2 separate regions of the Oryctolagus cuniculus genome follow, and region 2 is linked to region 1. The links are chromatin contacts, called in public Hi-C maps. All regions are on one chromosome and are shown on one strand. Each heading gives the region's core, a stretch centred on a gene start, on an enhancer-like site or on the middle of the called end of the contact. The rest is flanking DNA. Distances are from core to core; before and after follow the strand shown.

Region 1 (3,163 bases), core at 357-2,856:
CCACTGCCTATAGGGATGCAAACATCTGGCCCACTGGCCCTGTAAGGCTCACGAAATGATTGGGTCTGGCCCTGCCAAGGCATCCACAGGCAGGACTCAAAATTCAACAAATCTATAGCAGGCTAATATTCAAGTTGATAATTTTGTATGGCCCGCAAATGATGTTACCAATATTCAAATGGCCCTATGCAGAAGCTGGATTCAGCAACTGGAGATGGAAGCCAGTTTCTCTGATGTGAGACATGAGCATCCTAACCAGCATCTTAACTGTTTTAATTGCTAAGTCACATAGCCACTCCTATTTTTATTTTTTATTTTCAAAAGATGTAAGACTGGATGACTACACCTAACTGTAGGGAGGCTGAGGAATGTGGTGCGCCTCTGTGCTAGACTGAATGATCAGCTAGCACCCTAAACAGTACCTGGCACTGCACTGGGATTATGAAGAAACAAAAAAATTAGAATTTCAGCTGGTTCTCAAAAAGTTTGTAATCTATTAGAGTGTATATATGTCTTATTTAGGAATATGATAAATCTCCAATTTCCAGGAATCTGGAGATACTCTTTAAAATACATGAATGTTTCTGAGGAAGATAAAGTTTAAAAAGTTGATCTATTTGTCTCCTTTAATTCAGAGTCACTTACAAGTTTTCCATTTTCCTTCTCGGTGGCATTTACCCTAGTCCAAATCTTGTCACTTCTCAGTCCCCTTGGGTTTGGACGGTTGCATTAGGACAAGTCCATAGTCAAGGAAATCTTAATGGAACAGGGTGAGACACATGCTAAGGATTAGGGGCTCGTAGTCTGTGCTGACAAAACAACACAGTAGTTTGGAACGTAAACTATCTGCATATACTTTTATGGCATTTATAATTTTCTGCTCAGAAAGAAACAGTTGAAATCTGAACTCTTTGGGACTAAAGGAGACACACAGTCATATGTGTTAAATCTGTTCGCACTGTGTTAAATCTGTTCGCTCGGTGCTGTGGCATTCTGAAACTGGTTTTCATATCGAGGACCGAACCTTAGTATTAAAGACACGGAAATACAAGTCTCCGAGGGACCTCGGTCAGAAATCTGTAATCTGAAATCTAGAGGTGACCGATTAATCCTACCGATAATCAAGTGAAACATGACTGAATCCTTGTCAACTGCTTTTTGCTTACTTTTCCCCAGGGAGAATCCTCCTTGAGGTAATCAGAGGTTTCGGTCCTGGACAGCGATTTGGCGCACCTGGGAAGGAAATTTAGAGTCGAGCGCGGCAGGTGGAAATCCAGTGCGGCTGAGAGTGAGCCATGCGCGTGTTTCTGAAATCCCCGGAACAGAAGGGACTGCGCTCCCACCGATTGGGATCCCCAGAAAGTCAGGGAAGGGGTGCAGCAGAGCCCGGCGTGCTGTTCGCCAGACGCGAACAGGACGCCGAGAGGTCCCCTTCTGCTGGGTCCCGCAGCACAGCCGCGGGGAGGAGCCCGAAGCGCCTCGCTCCGCGCCGCAGGACGCCCGGCCACGCCCCTCGCCGCCCTGCAGGCAAACGCGGGAGGCGGCGAGGCCCCGCCGGGCCGCCGTAGCGCTGCGGCTCGGGCCGCTCCTCCCGCGCCGCCCTCCGTCCCCCGCCTGCCGGCGCCGCGGCAGCTCTGGGCTGGCAGTGCCGCCGCCGCCGCCGTCGCTGCTTCCTCCTCTGCAGCCGTTCGGCCGCTGCGTGACGCGTCGTTTCCTCCCAACATGGCGGCCGGGGCAGGTCGGCGGTGATGGAGGCCAGTTCGCGGCCGCGGCGGGTGCTAATCCCCATAGTCGCCAGAGTCGCTCTGCTCTTGCCGGGCCTCTGAGCCACCGCCGCCGCCACGCCTCGGCCCTCGGCCCCCAGCAGACGGCCGCCCGGGCAGAGCACCCTCCACGCCGCGGGTCGGAAAGACCAGTGAGAGGGGCGGCCGAGAAGCGACCCCCCCACCCCACCCCGGGCTGGGAGCAGAGGCCAGACGGACGCAGCCCTCGACGGGCGGCCTCTCGACGGGCGGCGAGGACCTCGACGCCCCTCGCCAGCACGGCGGCCGCTCCCGCTCGCCCGCCCCTTCCTGATCCTGCCGCTGCCCTCCACGCCTCCTCTCTCCCACCGCCACCCCCTCTCCTTTCTCTCTTCTCTTCCGTCCCCTCCTCCTCCCCTCCAGCCGCTGGGAGCCGCGGGTCGGACGAGCCGCCGCCGCCTCCTTCTCCGCGTCCATGTATGAGGGGAAGAAGACGAAGAACATGTTCCTGACCCGGGCCCTGGAGAAGATTTTGGCCGACAAGGAAGTGAAGAAGGCGCATCACTCCCAGCTGCGCAAAGCTTGCGAGGTGGCGTTAGGTGAGCGGGGCTGAGGCCCGGGGGGTGCGGGAGCCGGCGCGGCGGAGCTGGGGTCGCGGGGGGTCTTGCCTTGGGCGGACGTGGCAGGCCGACCTCGGGCAGCCCTGGCGGAGTTCCCTGCTACCTGGCTGGAGTTGACAGGAACTCAGCTGGATTTGGGGCAGAGGCGGGGTGGAGGAGGAAGGGCAGTTAGAGCTGGGCTCGGGGGACGCGGGCAGGTTTTAGGATCGCAGGGCACTTGGGTTCGGGGGATCGACTTAGAGAGAGAGCGAGGAGAAGGAGAAGCACAGAGGGAGGCATTTTATCGGTGTGCCGTGCGGAGCGGACACGATACCAGCCTTTGTGATGAAGCAGAAGATGAGCCGTTGTTTATTAGCTTGGAAATTGAGGTGGGGCCGATATGTCAAGATTGGGCGTGGGAAGGCTTCCGTATCGTAATTGCAGTAACTTTATCGTCTGGCGTGGTACTTTGGGAAGAGAGGCTGAAGTTGTTCCCTTGTTGACAGTCTGGAGAAGGGTTTGCAGGAGGTGCAGCCCGTTCCGACATCTCTCCGCCTCCGCCACAGGAAAAACATAGAGTAATGTTGTCTCTGACTGGGCTGACCTGGAAGAGCAAGACCAGAGGTTAAAGGGGTGGGGGTGGCGGTGTGCAGGCGGGGAAGGAAGGAGCCCTCGGAGAAACAGGCTGTAGGTGACAGGGGAAGCGAGGGTTCGAAACGGGGAAAAGGAAAAAAAGACAATGACACCCACCAGCCACATGTCTGGACAGTGGCAGCTGCTCTTAAGCTTCAATTGTGATTTATAGTCAGACCGAAGATATGT
Region 2 (3,163 bases), core at 184-2,683, 140 kb before region 1:
GACTCAGATGCCACCTCCAGCATTATCACTTTGCACTCTTTGCTGAATTTTTACATTAGTTGACCAATTCCCTCTTTCCATCATCCATTTTGGTAAGTTACTATGAAGGTTTTTCACTGAGACATAAGGAGGTAACACAGTTACACACTTTGCTGTCTGTGTAAATTGAATAACAAATGCACAGTAATTTTGAAGGAAGTCATAGATCTTCATGCGCGTCTGTTATTTACAGAGTGATGTGCACAGTGAAGATCTAGTAACTGAAATGTGTGTATATCAGAGCTGTACAATGCCAGGACACCTGTTCTTCCTTACGTAGCAGATCTTAGTAATGCCACAAAGTTTGTCCTGGCTTCTTATGAGTAAATACAACTCATCATTTTTTAGGCTTTCTCAGTATAAAAACTCCATAAATATAAAGCATTGCTTAGGGCAACACAAAACATCCCAAATACAACTCTTATTGATAAATATAAATTAATACATGATATTTTTCAGTCTTTACCTTCTCTGTTAGATCGAAACTTTGGTTGGTTCTGAGAATGAATTAAGTATAAAATAATAAAATTTATAAAATTTCAATATGGTTGTCAGTTCTTCATCCATTACTCACAGAGCCTCTTGGCAATGTTGCTATTTAAACGATTTCATTGGCCATTTTGTACTTAACAAACATCTTAGACTGCAACATCCACTGGCCTTATAAATTAAGTTCTCTTTTCTTTATTTCTCTAAAAACGATCCCCTGCTCCAACTAATTCTCTAGGTATTAAATTTTCAATGCTTCCTTTATGTCAAGATGCACCCAGCTTGGTGCTGCGATAATGGTGATTTGCCCCTTCTTTGGGCTTCTGCTATGACATAGCTGATTCTCCCAGGGTCTTTCACTGCATGTGTAGTTATTATCTTTGGATCCTCTGCAGTAGTTTCAGAAGAAAAAGAAAAATAATAGTAGATAAATGTTTGAAAGCTACTTTCTTTGAAATTCAACACATCCTCAAAAACATGACTACCACATTCCAGGAAATACAAGAAAGTAACATCCAACCAAATAAATATAAAAAGAGTAAAGTTGGGGGAAATGCTTCTGCCCAATTTGACATACCATACAAAGAATTTTGTAAAGGCAAAATTGATCTTGAATGTTAATCAAATTTTATCTGATAAATTCTGGTATACAGAATGTAATGTTGGAAGGGAAGCCAAAGTAGTCTTGGAGAATGGTGTATACCAACACGATTTATTATTTTTCTTTCTTAATTAACTTCAGGAATGCTCTGATCTAGCACCAGACATATCATCTGCCTGGAAGAATGCTCAGAACTTCAATGTTTTTTCATTTAAAATAAATTGTGATGCGGCATTTTAAAAATGAAGTGTGATGAGTGCAGTTCCTAGGGACTGCCACACTGAGGCGTGTGGTACATTGCTTTCTGAATGGCCTTCAGATCAAGGACTACTTAAGTCTTCCTCATAAGCAACCACAGTAGACATGAAATTAAACCCTTGAAGTCCAGATGCAACTTGATTTGTAGGCATTTCCTTTCCTGTGCACATGGGTTATGTGTATTTGGTTGCTAAAAAGAGTTCTACGTTAGAAGAACTGTGATAGTTATACTATCACAGGTTAGAATAATAGGAAATAAAGACATGTTGTCATGGCTTTTCTAGAAACCCCACCTAAACCATAAAAGAGAAATGATCCGTGTGCTATTATTCAAGGCATTCAAGCAAGGTCTCTCAGTCATCCTGTTCAGTATTTAACAGTCATCACATCGTGATCATTCTTGCTTTGTCTGGCCAGATGGAGAATAGCTGCAATACTTAGAAAGTTATAAAAATTACAAACATGGCATGTGCAATGCAATGACACTCTGCTTGTTTATCAGAGGAAGAACACGTTCTGGCAAGTCTTGGAAATTAAATCCACTCCAGAATAGAATGCTAAGGAACAGCTTCCTTGAATAATATATTATTTAGAAATAAAGATCTTTAAAATAATGTTAAGGGCCTCAAAATGTAAGAAAAACAAATATTGTCAAGATAAAAGAAAATGTGATAAGCCAAAAATAACAAGATTTTATTTTTTGGCAAAAGCAAATAATTTTTAGTACAAATATAGATTTTCAAAACAATAAATTTAATCAAACAATAAAATTAATTTAACAAGCAGAATCCACACACAATAGTTAGTGAATGTATATTCTTTTTAAACACAATTGTGCACAAAAATTGACTGTATGCTAGTATATACTATATACATAAAGTATATACTATATATATTCTAACTACAATGCCATTTTTAGAAGTAATTTATTTTTAAAATAACTCCTCACACTCACACATTTAGAGATAAAACATTTATAAATAACTCATTGTTTAATCAAGGAAAATTTTCAACTTAGAAAGGAATGGTAAAAAACCTCATCTATGTCAGAACAGGGAGTGCAACTAAAGCAATACTGAAGGGGAACTCATGGTTTTGAATAAATAAATTAGAAAAGAGTTAAGTCTTCAAGAAGTTAGAAAACAAGAAGAAGATCAAAAGAAGCAAATTATAAAAAGCAAAAACCAGGGAAATAAGCAAAGCTAGATCTCTCCTATGGTATCTTTTTTTTGTATTTAGCTGATTTCTGCTCTAGGCCAAACTGGTTTTAGAGCTGAATGCTACCATTCAGGGGACAAATAATTCAAATATACTAAGAAATATTCCCCAAATCACAACTGAGTAATAACCCTATTACCAAAAGCATACAAAGACAAGATAAGAAAGGAAATTATAGGCCTATCTCACCCAGGAATGTAGATGTAAATATTAGCTACCTGAATCCAGCCAATATATTAAGACCACGTCATAACCAAACAGGATTATCCGAGGTATACAAAGACAATTTAGCAATAGAAAAATATTTCTTTATCATAAGAAGCAAATGATTATGTCAATACACAAATAAAACCTTTTGCTAAAATTCAAAAACATTAATGACAAAAACAGCAACCAAAGTATAAAACAGGATATCAATGTAGTCAAACTTGATTTCAAAATTAAAATTAAGTAAATCTTTTTTTAACTTTTATTTAATGAATATAAATTTTCAAAGTACAGCTTATAGATCACAATGGCTTTTTCTCCCCCATAACTTCCCTCGCACCCACAACCCTC

The links. Hi-C and Micro-C count contacts between places; a contact is called where the count stands out from the background.
Region 2: a Hi-C map of an unstated tissue shows a contact between it and region 1, with 2.8 times the contacts expected there. The contact joins the enhancer-like site here to the promoter of ARFGEF1 in region 1. A contact is called at or near these places in 2 of 6 Hi-C or Micro-C datasets (ear pinna and an unstated tissue).

Annotation. Positions count from the first base shown.
Region 1 is chr6:92,978,551-92,981,713 of mOryCun1.1, reverse strand. ARFGEF1 (ARF guanine nucleotide exchange factor 1) reads left to right here and starts at 1,606. Exons shown (of 39, transcript XR_011389118.1): 1 at 1,606-2,341.
Region 2 is chr6:93,121,686-93,124,848 of mOryCun1.1, reverse strand. All of the region lies in intron 6 of CPA6 (carboxypeptidase A6), which reads left to right. Among named protein-coding and RNA genes, the nearest start is that of ARFGEF1, 140 kb to the right of the region's middle. Within about 2 kb of position 1,433, at least 1 of the 8 cell types and tissues checked has an H3K27ac peak or open chromatin away from gene starts, as enhancers often do.